2 separate regions of the Drosophila melanogaster genome follow, and region 1 is linked to region 2. The links are chromatin contacts, called in public Hi-C maps. All regions are on one chromosome and are shown on one strand. The core of a region is the stretch at or near the end of the contact, and the rest is flanking DNA. Distances in the headings are between cores, read along the strand shown. Region 1 holds the start of pad (poils au dos). Region 2 holds the start of Mst89B.

Region 1 (7,266 bases), core at 3,981-6,480, 75 kb after region 2:
CGCCGGGGAGGACAAAGAGCAGAGCCCGGTCATATGGGCAGGTCTCCGATTAGAGACGCACAAGGGATTCAAACGAGCTGCCTGCACACATATGCACTGCTACAAATAACTAGCAAGAAATGTATGGAACCCTAGATACAATGTATACTCATAATACAATTAAACTGGATTCTAAAAATTGCTGCTGAATATGGATGCTTATTTTACACACATAATTGTATATTGATGCTAGGTGTTCCTACAGACAGCTCAAGTTTTCTCACAGTGGTTGCTTAGATGAACAGGAAACCGACGGGGAGGAGACCTTGAAGACCCTACGCAGGTTGTATTGCAAGCAGTTAGTTAGGTAGTAGGTAGCCACAAGGCAACACCTCTGGCTTGACAGATCGAGTTACCAAAGAAGCACCCTACTCCTAAGTGGGTCACATTACCAATGTCAAACGATCGAAGCCAAGCCTTACTTTCACTCAGGAATATTGAGGAAGTGCTGTTGAACAGTCGGTAGAACAAAGACCAAACAAGTTGGGATGCCTGATGAGGACCACAAACGACTAGTATCGCATGATTTGCTTGGATCAGTCGATCTTCCCCCCGTAAAACTAATTTCAAGTTATGATCAATAAAAAAACCTTTTAAGTTTCAAGCGAGAACAATGACTCCTAGGGGGAATTCGCTGATGCTGCGCTTTCAATAGCCAACTTTAATGATCTCAGCAGTTCCGTGGGCATGCAAAACATCCATAAAATGCACTTCTTACCTCAGGCTATATCTAAATATATATATATATCTGTTTAAACTTCCAGTAGTTGTAGTTTTAACACACTATTGCGATTGTGATCATGAGCGCTGTCTACCGATTATTTGGACACTTCAGCTTCTATTTATAGTTCGCGTCGTGCCGAGCGGCTTCGAATTAGGTGATAAACCCGGTAATTGGTTGTACAATCGCGATCGATTAATAGCTTCCTCAGTCCCACTGACTATCCCCAGATGGGTAGTACCGTCCGATCCGGTAGAGTTCAATAAAACTGGAGCCGAACAAGGCGGAGATAAGCTGGATACACCGCCACAAAACACAATTCATAAACGAAGGGCCGGCTATCTGGGCCGATATCTTCTCCTTCAGCTGTCGAAAGACTGCCCACGAAATTGCACTTTCCGAATTATTTGTTATTCATTATTACGTGGGTTAGCAATTTTGACATGCAATTCGTACTTTCAACAGGGTTTCTACGGGTTTTCCGAACTTTTGGCGCACTTTTCTCGTGTCAGATGGTTGGTTTAGAAATTCTACGCTACTTTTATTTTACAGCGCGCGTTAGCTTAGTACGTAAATATAAATTAAAATCCGTATGCGACCAGTTCGTTCCGTTCGAAATTATAAAAAACAACAAACACAGAGCAGTTCCCACGCGCGTCCGAACAGCTGGTGAATATTTTTTGAAAAACCCAACAACAAAATGCGCGTGTTGCTTATATAGTTTGTTTGCCAGTGTGGCCGTGCTGCAAAGTGACCAAAAATCGTTTTTCGCACAGAGAAATCTGGTATTTTGCGTTAAAACAATACGGTCATCATTGCCCTAATAACAGTCCTCTGTAAAAATCCATAAGCGGGAAGTTTAAAATTGATTCGGAATGCAAAGGTTGTGAAATCCAGAACAGAAGTCTTTCCTGCAGATAATACAAGCAAACTTAATTTGTAATCTTCATAAGTACAGGAACATCCCATAAACACAAATACCTGCTACACGAGTCTAGCAGTCTAATTTTAAGCTCATAATCTCAGCAAGATAAATTGCTAAAAGTATTTGATTGCACCCATCTTATAATGTTGTATTAAAAGCATGACATTTTTCTTAATTTTTATGAATATTTATTGTAAATGTGTATTTCATTTCAAAAATATGTTAGAACTATGGCTTATATGTTGATCGATAAGCAAGGAGAACGAGAGAACTGTTCTGTTCCAAAATTGCTGTGGTATTACTTTTTATTAGGTTAACGAAAGTTCATGCAAATGATGCGGGTGTGGGCTATAGTCGGGGCCTATGAATTTTCGCCCTTCTATTCAAAAAAAATGAAAAACAAAACGCACACGCGACAATCGCCACATTTCAGAGGCAACAATATCAATGGAGACGAAAGATTTGGGTAAAGAGTATATAAATTATAAACTAAATAACGCAAATTAAAAGTTAAATTTGATGTGGCAATCTAACATACCACAGAGAGGCGAGACAGAGGGAGACCGGAACGCATCGGATCGGACCAGACCAAGAACCACTATCCACTATCCAGCGTTGGGCGCAAGTCAACGTTGGATGATGCACAGCAAATCCGTGAAATGACAACGACAGGGGCGCGAAGGCCACGAAATACGCGGTTCCCTGGGTGAGCTAGTTTCTGAAGTGCGATCCAAAGAAGGCGACAACAAAGCGTGTGAGCCTGTCCAAGCGAATCCTAATCCCGACCGTTAGGCAGATGCCGAAGAAGGGGCGAGGCTCGAAGAGATGCGGCCGAGTCCGAAACTGTATGATTTAGTCCTGTCCAAGGGCAACGCAAGTGTTCCTCACCGTCAACGATGCCATCGACATTCTCCTCCTCCAAACATCCGTTAACCTGAACACGACCAAAGTTCACACATAAAATCCTTCAACAATGCGAAATTCCTGTCTCCTCCTCCTCCGAGGTGCGAGTTAGCCATGGGACACTGCATCCCACGTTGTCCTAGCGAAGGGCTCAGAACAATCCTAAATCCAAATCCAATCCTGATTACAATCAAATAAATATTTTCATATTTATAAGATCTATAGACAGGTCCTGCCTCCACTAAATTCAATCCAAATTTATCCAATCCACGCCAAAATCAACATCAAAATATCCTCCTCCACATCCATTAATCCTCATCCTCCACATCCTCATCACTCTCCAAACATAAACGCGCAAAATGGGGAAGAGAAGAAAATAAAAATTAAAGTATTAATAGTTTGCTTATCAATGTGGTTGACATTGCGTTGTGTTCGGATTTCTGTTTCTTTTCTTTATCTCATTACAAACATATTTATTCTGTATCGATGTTTCTTGTTTTCGTTAAGGTAGATTCTAATAAATTAGCTTGGAAAACGTGCAGCCAAAATAAGAGTTATAATATAATATGTAGGAAGCAGACTGAGCAAAGGCTCAAAAGATAATCAAAAGCAAATCAAGGAATGCCGAGTGCTTTTGGCCAAAGAGAATTCCTTGGTTTACAGTTGTCATTTTAGAACTGTTTTTGTCAAATTTTGCCCGGTGGATTATAACTTAAGAGAACATTTCTGCTTCTTAGAACGTGTGATAAGTTGGAAAAGCAAGTGTTTTTCTTTTTTAAGTATGTTGGCTTCGGTGAGAGTTCGGAACTTGACTGAACAAACTTGATTGGTCGTTGATTTCATTTTACAAATCAATTTACAATTGGGGTATTTGAGGGGTCTTGAACAAATATTGATTGGTATTTCCTAATATAGCTTGCTTTTCCTGTTTCCTGCTCATTAAAATATTATAGATTAATGGATAATGCTTGGTTGTGTTTAATAGTTAGAACGTGAGCGAGACCTGGAATAAGATTGACGTCGCACTGGGGAGTATGTGGGAGTGCCACGACGGCGCGGCCTCGACGAGAATGAGCGCGAACGGGATCTGTGGAGGGATTCATAGAATAAATATTGAAAAATGAACTGTGGTAATATTTGGTTTACCTGTCGCGGTAGTCACGGCTTCCACCTCCGCCGCTGCCGCCACCACCTCCACCGCTGCCGCCACCACCACCGCCTCTGTCGTTATCACCGCTATCCTCGCGTACGCGAATGTAGGCAACCTCGCCCTAAAGACAATAAAAATATTAATATCATTTGAATAATGTCGCCAAACTATTTTTCAAAATGTAAACAGGAATGTGAACTAGATGTTTATCAAATTGACACATTTAAGGGCGTAAGTGTAAGCATCTACACCAATATAACTTAATGTTATTCCTGAAATCATATTTAATTATTCCAGCCTGTGAATAATGTATGCTGACAAAATAAATGCAAAAGTAAATTCTCTACCTTGAAACCCGAATACATTTGAATTTTACAAAGTTGGAACTGGACAATTTACATACCTCATGCGATCGGAAGCGAGAGTCGTCCAATTTTTTGATTGCGTACTTCATGTCCTCGTGGCGCAGGAACTCAACGACGCCGGAACCATCCTTGTAAGTGTCCGCGAAGCAGACGTCGCCGGCCTCGCGCATGTGATCCTTGAGATCTTGCCACGATCCGGAGGCGGGCAGTCCAGTAACCATGACGCGGTACTGCGAGCGCTTGGCTGGCGGTCCGCGTCCGCCCATCCGTCCCCCACCGTCGCGGCTTCGGTCATTGCGGTTGCCGCCGCGGTAGCTTCCAGGACCACCGCCCCGCGGGAACTCCACGCGCAGACGATACCCATCGTAGTCGTAGCCGTCGCGCGCCTTCACCGCATCGTCGGCATCCCTAAATTGGGCCAAGAGGCAGCCGGAGGATATGGACCATGGTCAAGGAAGGAAGAGAAGCAGTTGTCGCGAATTAGTTGGGTGTCTTAGCCGGGGCGCTGGGCCAGCTGTGTGTATTCGCATTACTCACCGCGCATCTTCGAACTCAACAAAAGCAAATGGCGGCCCACGCCGATTTTTCAGATCGACGAAAGTTACTTTGCCGAACTTGTGGAACAGGTCCTGGATATCCTTGGTGCGTATATCTGGGGGAAGGTTGCCCACATATATACGGCACTCGTTGCGTGATCCCATTTTCTCCAGTTTAAATCAGACGCTTCGATCTATTTCGATTTTCAGAGAACTTATTTTTGTCACGCTCACAATGACAAATGGCCGACGCAGTATGACCGTTAGTTCGAGTTGGGTAAATCCCTTGGGTGCACAGTAGTTATCGATAATTATAACGTTGATACGAAACTATAGGTGGAAGTTTCGTTGCTTATATCGATAGCTACCCTGTAAGTACTTACTTCGCTTAGTTGGGAATTAGAATGAATAAGTTATTAGAATGAAATAAATTAAGAAGTTTGTGGAATTTCCTCGGTTAAAGGTTATAAGGCAGGGTAAACATAATGTCGTTCCTTTCATTTATATTATAATTTACCGATAGTTATTGCCAATCACGCCGAGCTGCAATGTATTCGCGCAGTGTCACCACTAAGCGTCGTTCAGTCGAAGAAAAGACAACAAATATTTGCATGTGCAATACACTAAACATAAATAGCATTTCGAAAACCACTGAGCCACCGGAAAAATGGCTGCGGCCGGAAGCAACGTTCGCTGCATTAACTACTACGACCTGTGTCGCATCTGCACGGACAGCAGCGATCACAAGACGAACATCTACTCACCCGAGGGACGCGCCAAGAATCTGAGCCAAAAGATACTCGAGTGTCTCTCACTGCAGGTCGTGCTAGTGCATCAATCTCCCATTACTTTTGGCTAACAAACCCATACTTCTTGCAGATCGATGAAAAGGATCGCTTGCCCAAAGTGGTGTGCGCCCAGTGTGTGCAGTTGGTGGAGCAAATCCACGGACTTCGCGCCACTTGCCGTAACTCACAGACCATGCTAAACAACTGTCTCAATATTCGCCCGGCGCCAAGCAGCGACAAGCTATACATTCGGGATGCGGTCGATGAAACTGGGAAGAGCCTCAGTGTGGCGCAGTCAGCTCCACCAGTTCCTAATGGAGCTCAGCAGTCCGGAAATCTCTTGAACAGCATAATCCAGGCGGTAAACATGCAGCCCCAGCAGCAGTACACCATAACGATGGACAACGGGGTACAGCAGCAGCAGCAGCAGCATCAAGCTATGCCGGAAGTTCAAATAAAAAGCGAAAGACAGACGTGAGTGGGAATTCACTTTCATGAAAATCATCTCAATAACATTCTATCCACTTAGTGCTTTGGAAGAGTTTATACGCCTCAAGCCTGACATCAAGATAACGCCGCTGGGGAAAAAGGAGCCCATATCGCCTGCCAAGCCCCAGCAGCAACATTCTCTGCAGTCCCAGACAGTAACGCCTACCATAAACCCTACTCAGTTGCAGTTACAACCGCAGCTAGGCGATCAACTGCAGCCTTTGTGGCAGCAGATTCAACAACTTCAGCTTCAGCAACAACTACAGCAACTGACCAACCAGCTGCAGGCTACCACACAGTACTCCGTCGCTCAGGATGATACGTCAAGTTCTGGCGACAGTAAAAAGCCAAAGTTGAACTTTGTGCTCTCTTCGCCTACAGCGCCCCAGTTCACCACTTCAATGCCGCAATTCGGTGGCAGTCAGCCGCAAATACAGCTGCAGTTGATGCCAGGTAGCGGAGGAGTGACAAGTGCAGGGACAGTTCCTGCCCAGACGCAGCTAAATGCTGCTGCCCTGCTCTCCAGCCTGGCGGGTCCGCAGTCGACAACCAACCTGCTGTCACCAAACAAGTGCTTTCTGCCTATCACCATTCGGGACGAGAATTCGGATCAGCAGATCGTGGCGCACATAGACACCAAGAACCTAGTGTTGCCCACGACATACCAAGTACAGATGAAACTTCAGCCTCAGCTGGCCACTGCGGATGGCCAGCCAATCATGCAGCTGACACCAACATCAATTCCGGCTACTCTGCAACTGACACCGCAAACATTGGGCAATCCAGGAAGCGCCTTCCAGGGCACTACGGTGACGCAAAATCAATTTCTGGCGCCGCAACAACCGCTTACCCAACTTCCAAATACGGCACAAGTGACCTCTCAGCAAATTATTAGATCTCCACATACCAGCACCACCAATTCGCAGTTGGTGATACGGAATGTGACCAATATTCCACCGACTCCCACCACGCCCACTAGCAGCAAGAAAGCCCCCACTTTTAAAACGCCTTCTCCAAAGCAAAAACCGATGCCATCGCCAAAGAGCAAAACTACTGTGGGGCCGTCCTCAGGTGGAAGCAATGGCACGTCCACCAACGAGTTCAAGCGATTGATAACCCAGACAAAGCCACAACCGCAGGTGAAGCAACAGCAGACCGCAGGACTCTCTGCGTCAGGCGCCCCGACAGCGACATCAGCAAATCAAGCAGCCATGCAGCGGCTCTCCTCGAATACAACGATCACCAAGGTGCCCAAGCAGCCTGCTTCTTTGCCGGCACCAGCTCCCACATCTAATCCCGCCAAACTGCCCATGCTGAACAAACAGAATATCACAATCAGTCGAATCTCAA
Region 2 (7,847 bases), core at 2,144-4,643:
GTTCTGCACAAGATTAACATGGGTTATGGACATGGACTCTGACGCATACGCACGTTGTGATAGCGTGGCGCATGCCGGTTATGCAATTGGCTGATGAAATTTTGTTCTTACTTGAGCGCTCCAGGGTTTTGGCAGCATCCGCTGCACGTTCCAGCGCCGACGAATCGAAGCGGTACGCTTCCATGGCCTTGCGCTCCGCCCGGCTCAGTTGCGAATCCCCGGACTTCTCGCCGGCCGTCCTGCCCTCCGGATCGGCAGCTCCTCCTCCTTCCGAAAAGCCGGCGGTCTGATCCGGCTGAGGCTGTTGGCGGTTCCTGCCCAAAAGCCACGACATTTTCCTAATATGTTGGCTTGCGCTTCTCGCGCTTTTCACTCAGTGTATGGGAAAAAAAAACAATCTAGAAAATATTATGAAATTTAGACAGCTTTCGCTTAACAACGTGATTCTTACTACTGAGCAGCGCTGCCAGATTCGGTAAATTGGAGACGGACAAATTGAAATGAAGTTATAAATACATCGATATATTTTTTTTAAATGTGTGCTTTTTTGTTGAATTTGAGAAAAGAGCTTTTTAACACAGTTTAGTAAATTTAAAAAAATAAAAAAAAATTAGCTGTGGTGAATTTGGAATTCGAAAACAGCTGTTCGTGGTGAACAAAGATTGTAAACAATTAGGATTCAACGTTTGCGTTTGTTTGATTTCCCGGCAATTTAAGTTGTCCACGAGTCCACCATGTTCGAACGCAACCAGAAGACCATCTTTGTGCTGGACCACACCCGATACTTTAGCATCGCCAGCGAGGAGTACATCTCGATGGACTTCCTAAAGGGAAAACCATCTGCAGACGGCGGCGCAACAGGAGCGGCGGGAAATGCAACCGGCAGCGGTGGATCCCAATTCAGCAAGAGCCTGTGGACATGCGCCTGCGAATCCTCCATCGAGTACTGCCGCGTGGTCTGGGATCTCTTTCCCGGCAAAAAGCATGTGCGGTTTATTGTCTCGGACACGGCGGCGCATATCGTGAACACCTGGAGGCCCAGCACGCAAAATATGGCGCACGTGATGAACGCAATGCTAATTGTGGGCGTGCCGTCGCGCAACGTACCCACATCTTCTGACTACTCGGTAATCCATGGCCTGCGGGCCGCCATCGAAGCGCTGGCGGAGCCCACCGATGAGCAGTTGGCGGCAATGGCCGACTTTGGGACCGACGAACTGCCGCGCATTCCCAACAAGGGTCGCGTCATCTGCATAACTTCAGCGCGTGACAATACCAGCATGAAAAGCCTGGAGGACATCTTTAACACCGTGCTGGTGCAGCAGAACACCCTAGCAGCTCCGCCCTCCAAGAAGGGACTGGTCATCGACCATTGCCACCTAGTTATCCTCAACATTGTGCCGCTGGGCGTTGAATCGTTGGTTACCAATCGCAGCCTGCTCAAGATATCGCCGCTGCTTGATGTCGAGATCCACACAGTCAGTGCCCCGGATATTTCCTATAAGCTGACGCACCTCATACTGAACCATTACGACCTAGCTAGTACCACGGTGACTAACATACCCATGAAAGAGGAGCAGAACGCCAACTCCAGCGCCAACTACGATGTGGAAATCCTGCACAGCCGAAGGGCCCACTCCATCACCTGTGGCCCAGATTTCAGTCTACCCACGAGCATCAAGCAAGGTGCCACATACGAAACAGTGACTCTTAAGTGGTGCACACCGCGCGGTTGCGGCTCTGCAGATCTACAGCCCTGTCTGGGTCAGTTCCTCGTGACACCGGTGGACGTCACCTCGCGGCCCAGTTCTTGCTTGATTAACTTTCTGCTTAACGGACGTTCAGTCTTGCTGGAAATGCCGCGCAAGACCGGCTCAAAGGCCACCAGCCATATGCTTTCTGCACGCGGTGGCGAGATCTTTGTGCACTCCCTGTGCATCACGCGCTCCTGCATGGATGAGGCTCCATCAATTACTGATGGCCCCGGAGGACGTGTCTCGGACTATCGCACCGCCGAACTTGGTCAACTGATCAAGATGTCGCGCGTGGTTCCGCTCAAGGTTAAGGATCCATCTGCTCCGCCCTTGACGCGCCGGTTGCCTCGCTACTTCCCCCTGACCACCAGCTCTTCGATTCTGTTCCATCTACAGCGACACATCAGTTGGCTTCCGCATTTTCTCCATCTTTTAGTGAAGGAAGACATGGATAAGCAGGACGAGGTGCGGTGCCAGCAGCACATTCACGAGCTGTACAAAAGCGCCTCGCGTGGCGATGTCCTACCATTTACCCACACCAATGGAGCAAGGTAAGCAATTTATAGATATCTTTTATATATTTTCAATTTTTTATATTTAATTAACTCATTTCAGACTAAAGCTTTCCAAGGCCAAAGACCAGTACCGCTTGCTGTACAGGGAACTGGAGCAATTAATTCAACTAAATGCCACCACAATGCACCATAAAAATCTGCTGGAAAGCCTACAGAGTTTGCGAGCCGCATACGGCGATGCCCCGCTGAAGTCGGAACCTGGAGCAAGTCTCCTGCGCACCTACACGGAATCCCCACTCTCTCCCGAACGGCTGGAGCCCATCAGTAGCGTCGGTGCTAGTGGCAGCAGCAGCTCCAATAGCCTTCTCAAGGCGAGCAAGCGTCGCATGTCTAGTTGTGGGCAAAGGTATGTCGTATGTATGTATTTCTTGATAGAGTCCTTAATTCGCGCAATATTTGTCCCCAGATCCCTGCTAGATATTATATCCTCAGCAGAGCGAAGCCAGTCCAACAAACGATTGGATTTCTCGGGACGCCTTTGCACTCCGTTGGGTCAAGTGGCCAAGCTGTATCCGGATTTTGGTACCAAGGACAAAGACACAGTTACGACGGGGGCCAGTATTACGCCCAATGTTAAGGAGGAATCCGTACGTAGTTAAAATGGCACGGAGAACGCCGAATTTAAGCTGGGACTGTAGTATATATATATATAAAAGAAACATAATCATTTCCTTAAACAATGCTTAGTGTACGGCTTAATAGGAATTAATTTGAATGTAAAATGAAGTATTTTTCTGAGTTTCGTATAATCGCTTCTTTAAGACTGGGACAACATTACTGTGGAAGACGACATTATAATTCCTCTATTTAAGCTGCCTCAAATTGGATTAGTTTATGATTCAAACTGTTTGTTTAACTTAAGAAAATATAAACATGGGCCAATGAGTTTTTTTTAACTTGTGATTGTGATCTTTGGCACGGTAATAAAAACGAAAAGTACCCAGAATATAATTATAAATAAAATTCGTTTATTTATTAAACGGATTTAACTATTGAATTTAAAATTTCGAAATTGTCAAATTGTCAAATTTGTGGCCAATCAAAATATCGTTTTCTCCTTTGGTGTTTTATAGAAAAAATTGTATTCAAACGCTAAATTCTCAGATCGAATTTGATAATATTTTCCAAAATTTGTGTAATCTTTGGCAATGGCGAACAATTTTAACACGAGAAAAGTGATGCAGGTAGCGGAGGAGGGGGCACCACCTGTTCACAGTGAGCATCGATATTGATTATTGTAATATGCAGAGTATTGACTAACTTTTCTTCGGTAAGTTCCCATAATGGTTGGCAATGAGATTATTGTGCTCACCCAGCAGGACATTCGTCGTGTGGAAGACACGCGAGTGATAAGCTACAGTCGTGTAGGACCCAACGGGCAGTTTCTTCCCTTGGATACTTCTTCGCCAGGTGCGGTTTATTTCCCCCCGCCAAACACCACGCACTTCTGCACTTTGGATGATCTTCTCCGCAATGCTTCTGACAAAAGGGTCTGTATGCGAATGGACATCGAAGAGGATGTGAACCCTGCAAAGTCGACCAATGATACATGTCTTTTTCTACAGGAAACCTCGAACCCGCTGAAGACAGTTGCAAGTGTGTCTACTCAATTGGTTTGGTCAAAGAAAAAGTCGGGATCTGAACACCGTTTACCACTTTGCTACGATGCCGGCACCTCGACATCCGGGTTGATGACAAACACTGGATGCCAGCACTGCCCCAAGTGCGAGACGCAGCACTCGAGCTGTCAAACTCAAATGTTTGCCAAAACGCAGACAACTGTGGAGCGCGAGATGCCTCGGAATGCGAGTTGCCAAACGAAGGACACCGCCACCCCAACTAGAACTTCTATTGTGAAGGCTCCACAGAATGTGGGTTGCCAAACTCAGAGCTGTCTCAGTGAAAATACCTATATGAAGAACGAGCCCGCTAACTCGAGATGCCAGGCTCAGCGCAACACAAACTCCACCGGGTGCGGTACATATAGCGACCTATTTGAAACGACCTCAGCAGAGTCTTACACATCAGCTGAATGTGATTACACTTCATCGGTGGAAAGCACCTGTCAGCACTGTAAGTCACAACCGACCTGCACGGATCAGACGTTGATAGTACCAATGCAACCTCAAGTTCAGTCGCCCGTACCACCACAGGAGCAGCCTTGCACATCTAGACATATCCGCTTTGATCTCTGCACCCAGGTTAATAACTTTGAACCTCATGTGGAACCTCATTTCTATAGAACGATACCGTTGGGCCAAAATCCCTATCCGCGAGCTCAAGTCTCCAAGCCATCAGTCTCCAAACATACGGGTTGGACGAATCTCAATCCTGATCACGAAATACTTCAGCAGGAGCTCAGTCAAAACGCGTCCATAAGTAAACATCAGTAATGCTATAGTTTTTATATCACCGTTTTTCGCGATTTCTTATGCTGCTATATGCCATTTTTTTTTAAACCAAAATTAAAGCTATTTTTTTAACTTAGTAACGGTTTAGCTACATATTTCTATAACTATTTCAAGACCTTAAGGGTTGAGCTTTTTATTAGGCGTTTCCTTTTGGGTAGTGCTTTTTTCCCGGTGCCCTTGCGTTGCCTATGCTTTTTCGGCTTTGGCTTCGACTCCTCCTCTGCCTTGTTGGCATCAAAGTACCGCATGGGCTTCTGATGCTCGCGCTGTTCCCGTTTGAGCTCCTCTGGTGTGGCGATGCGCAGGTAGAAATCTTTCAGTAAGAGTTTGAAGTCCTCGAGCAGTGTTTCCTTGAGAACTTGAACCTTTTTATTACCACAAGGACTGCATGCCTGCAGCTCTGTGACCTTAAATGGCTTTGCAGCGAATTCCGTTGGTGGCCGCCATACAATGCCCAGTTCCTTGCCTCCGTGCGGATTGTAAAAGAACGCAGCAAAGTCGGAGTATGCAGACTAGCGGAAAAAAGAAGGGAAATGAGAATTTTCAAATACAAAGCTGGCTGCTTTATAACATCTTACTCTTAGTAGTCCCACAATTCGAGCAATGTAATCTGATCCTGCGCGGGGCAAGCTAAAGTTTGGCTGGCTAAATGAAACAAATGGTGACCCCAGATCGTAGCTTAAGGAATTCGGCACGAGATCTGGCTTAAATTGGATAACCAGATCGTATCCCTCGTTGGAAGCTCGAAATAATTGGGCCGGCCGCACAAACCTCAGATCTTTCGACATCAGGCTGGTTTCAATAATCTCGAGCGCATGGCGGGCCAGTCGCGTCACATGTCCAAGCACCCGTTGACTGGGTGACTGATCCGAGGTCCACAATCGTCCGGCATGCTGCATATCGTAAGAGGTGGCCACAGCCAAAGGAGGATAACTTTGACGGTTGCTGCGGTAGTTGTGCTCCAGATCGGCAATTTGTTGTTCTTGAGAACGTAAAGTTGAATTATTTTATAACATTATGGAGTGGTAACAAAGAACTTACCCTGCCAGCTATTGTTGAAGTTTAGCAGGAAGAGTTCGCCATTAAAATCGCTATGGGAAAGCAGCTGCAGGAAACGTATGAATCCAGTTTGAGGTGCCGCTATGGACTGCGGTGCATACCGCTGCTGAAAGAGATGCGCCACCAGTAGCTCAGTAGCCATATCAGGCCACAAGCCATCGTCCAGCAGTTGTGTGGCCAGCCAGCGCTTGGCCAACAGCACAGTGGAACCAAATGCGCTGTAAGTTTGATGAAGCGAATGTAGAGCCCCACTTACTTTGGGTAGAATATAATGTTGACGCTCTAAGGAACGACTGGCTGCATTGTCTATATATGTAGTTATGCCACGCTCAGTAACTTCCTGCTTCAGCAGCGCCAGCTCCTTGTTGTGTGCCAGCTCTATAAGGAAGCAGTAACCTTGCTTGAGTACGAGCAGACCGTCGGCGGACATCACCCAATGAAGCCGGCACTGCGCTTCCAACTTTTCGCCAATTTCGATAAGAAATGCAGTTTTAAGAGCACGCAGTGCACCAAGTTCAGTGGGCCACTTGCCGCTTTGCCCGAGCTGGATTACCACACGCTGAATGCTGCTTGCCAGGATGCGGTTTTCTACCAGAAGCGCCTGTGGGAGAACGGGCTGCGGCTCGCAGTAGCGGAAAATGGGCGAGACGCCTGATATGGAGACTATCTCTAGAGGAAGATCATTCAGCCCGTGTAGTTGGCGTGCCAACTCATCATAGCAGCGGATGACGTGCGGACTAAGTGCCTCTGCGTCGGTATCTTGACCCAATGGCAGCTTGGTCTTTAGCTTATTGACCTTAAACCAAGGAGACAGCTGGTAGACTTGGTCCAACTCGCCGCCAATGTATTGTACTTCCTTGCTGTCCAGTTGTAGGTGATGCTCCAATAGATGCAGCACAATCTGGCGAACAATTAGTCGCTTCTTGGCGGGTGAATCCTGGGCGGTCCCCCAAACCACAGCTTCTGTGATGCTGCCATCCTGAAACCGACGTAGGTTTGATTTCTCTCCCCAGAACCGTCGGAATTCCTCAGCTCCCTCATGATCATCGTTGGCAGCAGGTCCTTTGTTTAACACCTGGTATGCGTGCTCTGGCTGAAGTATAAGGCCCAGTTGAATATACTTCCCAATAACGGGCGCTTTTTTTTCCACAGGCCAGGCGGCTGTCGCAGTTTCTAAGGGTAGTATGGAGTGGACACGTTCAGCAAGTCCCTTTTTAAGGAGCCTAAAGTTATGATTATTATTTCTTTGTAAGTTGCCTGTTTAGCTTAGTTAACTCACTCAGTCAGTAAATGTAGCAGCTGCGGGTAACCATAATTAGCAAAATCGTACTTAATTCGAGGATGCGAATGCAGTGTAAGCATTTGATTTATGCATGAATAATTGGAAATCCTGGGGAAAAATAAAGTTTATAATTGAAAAACTAACATTTTAGCTTCACATACTTTAAGATATTATCCACCCTGCTGTACAGTGGACACTTTTGCATAAAGATAAGCGGGAAACTGTTTAGCTTCATGTCGTTCAGTAGTTCCACCGCCAGTTTGGCCTCCTCTCGAACTCTCTGATACAGGTAAAGCGGAATATTTGCGCATAGATTATGCTGTCCAGTGAAGTCTATAAAGCAAACGTCATAGTGTTCGGCAAACTTGTTTAATTCTTCCGTTTGAATGGGAGCAACAGACAGGCTAATGCCTTTCGTCCAGTCCGTGTTCGCCAGTTGGTTCCATACAGTGCGTGCCACTTGGTAACTGCTGCTTGACTGATGCAGAATGCGCTGCGTATTTAGGTACACAATAAAAGCGGCTAAGATGTGGGCACCAAACCCACTGTAACCTATGTCCAGTTGCCTCTGACGCAACCATACTTTAAGGAGCAGCAGGCCGTCCTGAAAATTACGCCTGCTCTTAAAGGCCTTATCCAATTGAGCCTGGTTCTCGGACAAAGTTAGATCAAACAGTACGTTTGCGTTGTAGTGTTGGGTGGAGGGCAGCGGATCTTTCTCGTCCCATTCGTCACCGTAAAACGAGGGCCGAATATTGTTGTTCCA

The links. Hi-C and Micro-C count contacts between places; a contact is called where the count stands out from the background.
Region 1: a contact with region 2 is called in a Hi-C map of the Kc167 cell line, with 2.3 times the contacts expected there. A contact is called at or near these places in 23 of 107 Hi-C or Micro-C datasets (the D17-c3 cell line, the Kc167 cell line, the ML-DmBG3-c2 cell line and 8 more) and 1 of 7 datasets of targeted methods (the Kc167 cell line).

What each region holds. Positions count from the first base shown.
Region 1 is chr3R:16,337,088-16,344,353 of dm6, forward strand. It overlaps pad (poils au dos), which reads left to right and starts at 5,231. Exons shown (of 5, transcript NM_142277.3): 1 at 5,231-5,459; 2 at 5,519-5,901; 3 at 5,957-7,266. The coding sequence starts at 5,307. It overlaps SF2 (Splicing factor 2), which reads right to left and starts at 4,901. Exons shown (of 4, transcript NM_001260210.2): 1 at 4,641-4,901; 2 at 4,142-4,511; 3 at 3,735-3,859; 4 at 1,856-3,675. The coding sequence starts at 4,804. The coding sequence ends at 3,567. It overlaps Sulf1 (Sulfated), which reads right to left and starts at 2,488. Exons shown (of 10, transcript NM_001275698.1): 1 at 2,224-2,488.
Region 2 is chr3R:16,263,619-16,271,465 of dm6, forward strand. It overlaps Mst89B, which reads left to right and starts at 3,394. Exons shown (of 3, transcript NM_142272.2): 1 at 3,394-3,544; 2 at 3,605-3,819; 3 at 3,895-4,815. The coding sequence starts at 3,478. The coding sequence ends at 4,722. asun (asunder) reads left to right here and starts at 653. Exons shown (of 3, transcript NM_079655.4): 1 at 653-2,305; 2 at 2,370-2,675; 3 at 2,736-3,273. The coding sequence starts at 735. The coding sequence ends at 2,928. bor (belphegor) reads right to left here and starts at 497. Exons shown (of 6, transcript NM_001260206.1): 1 at 452-497; 2 at 112-398; 3 at 1-3. The coding sequence starts at 334. Mat89Ba (Maternal transcript 89Ba) reads right to left here. Exons shown (of 6, transcript NM_142273.4): 2 at 7,243-7,847; 3 at 7,079-7,189; 4 at 5,782-7,022; 5 at 5,319-5,722; 6 at 4,711-5,252. The coding sequence ends at 4,845.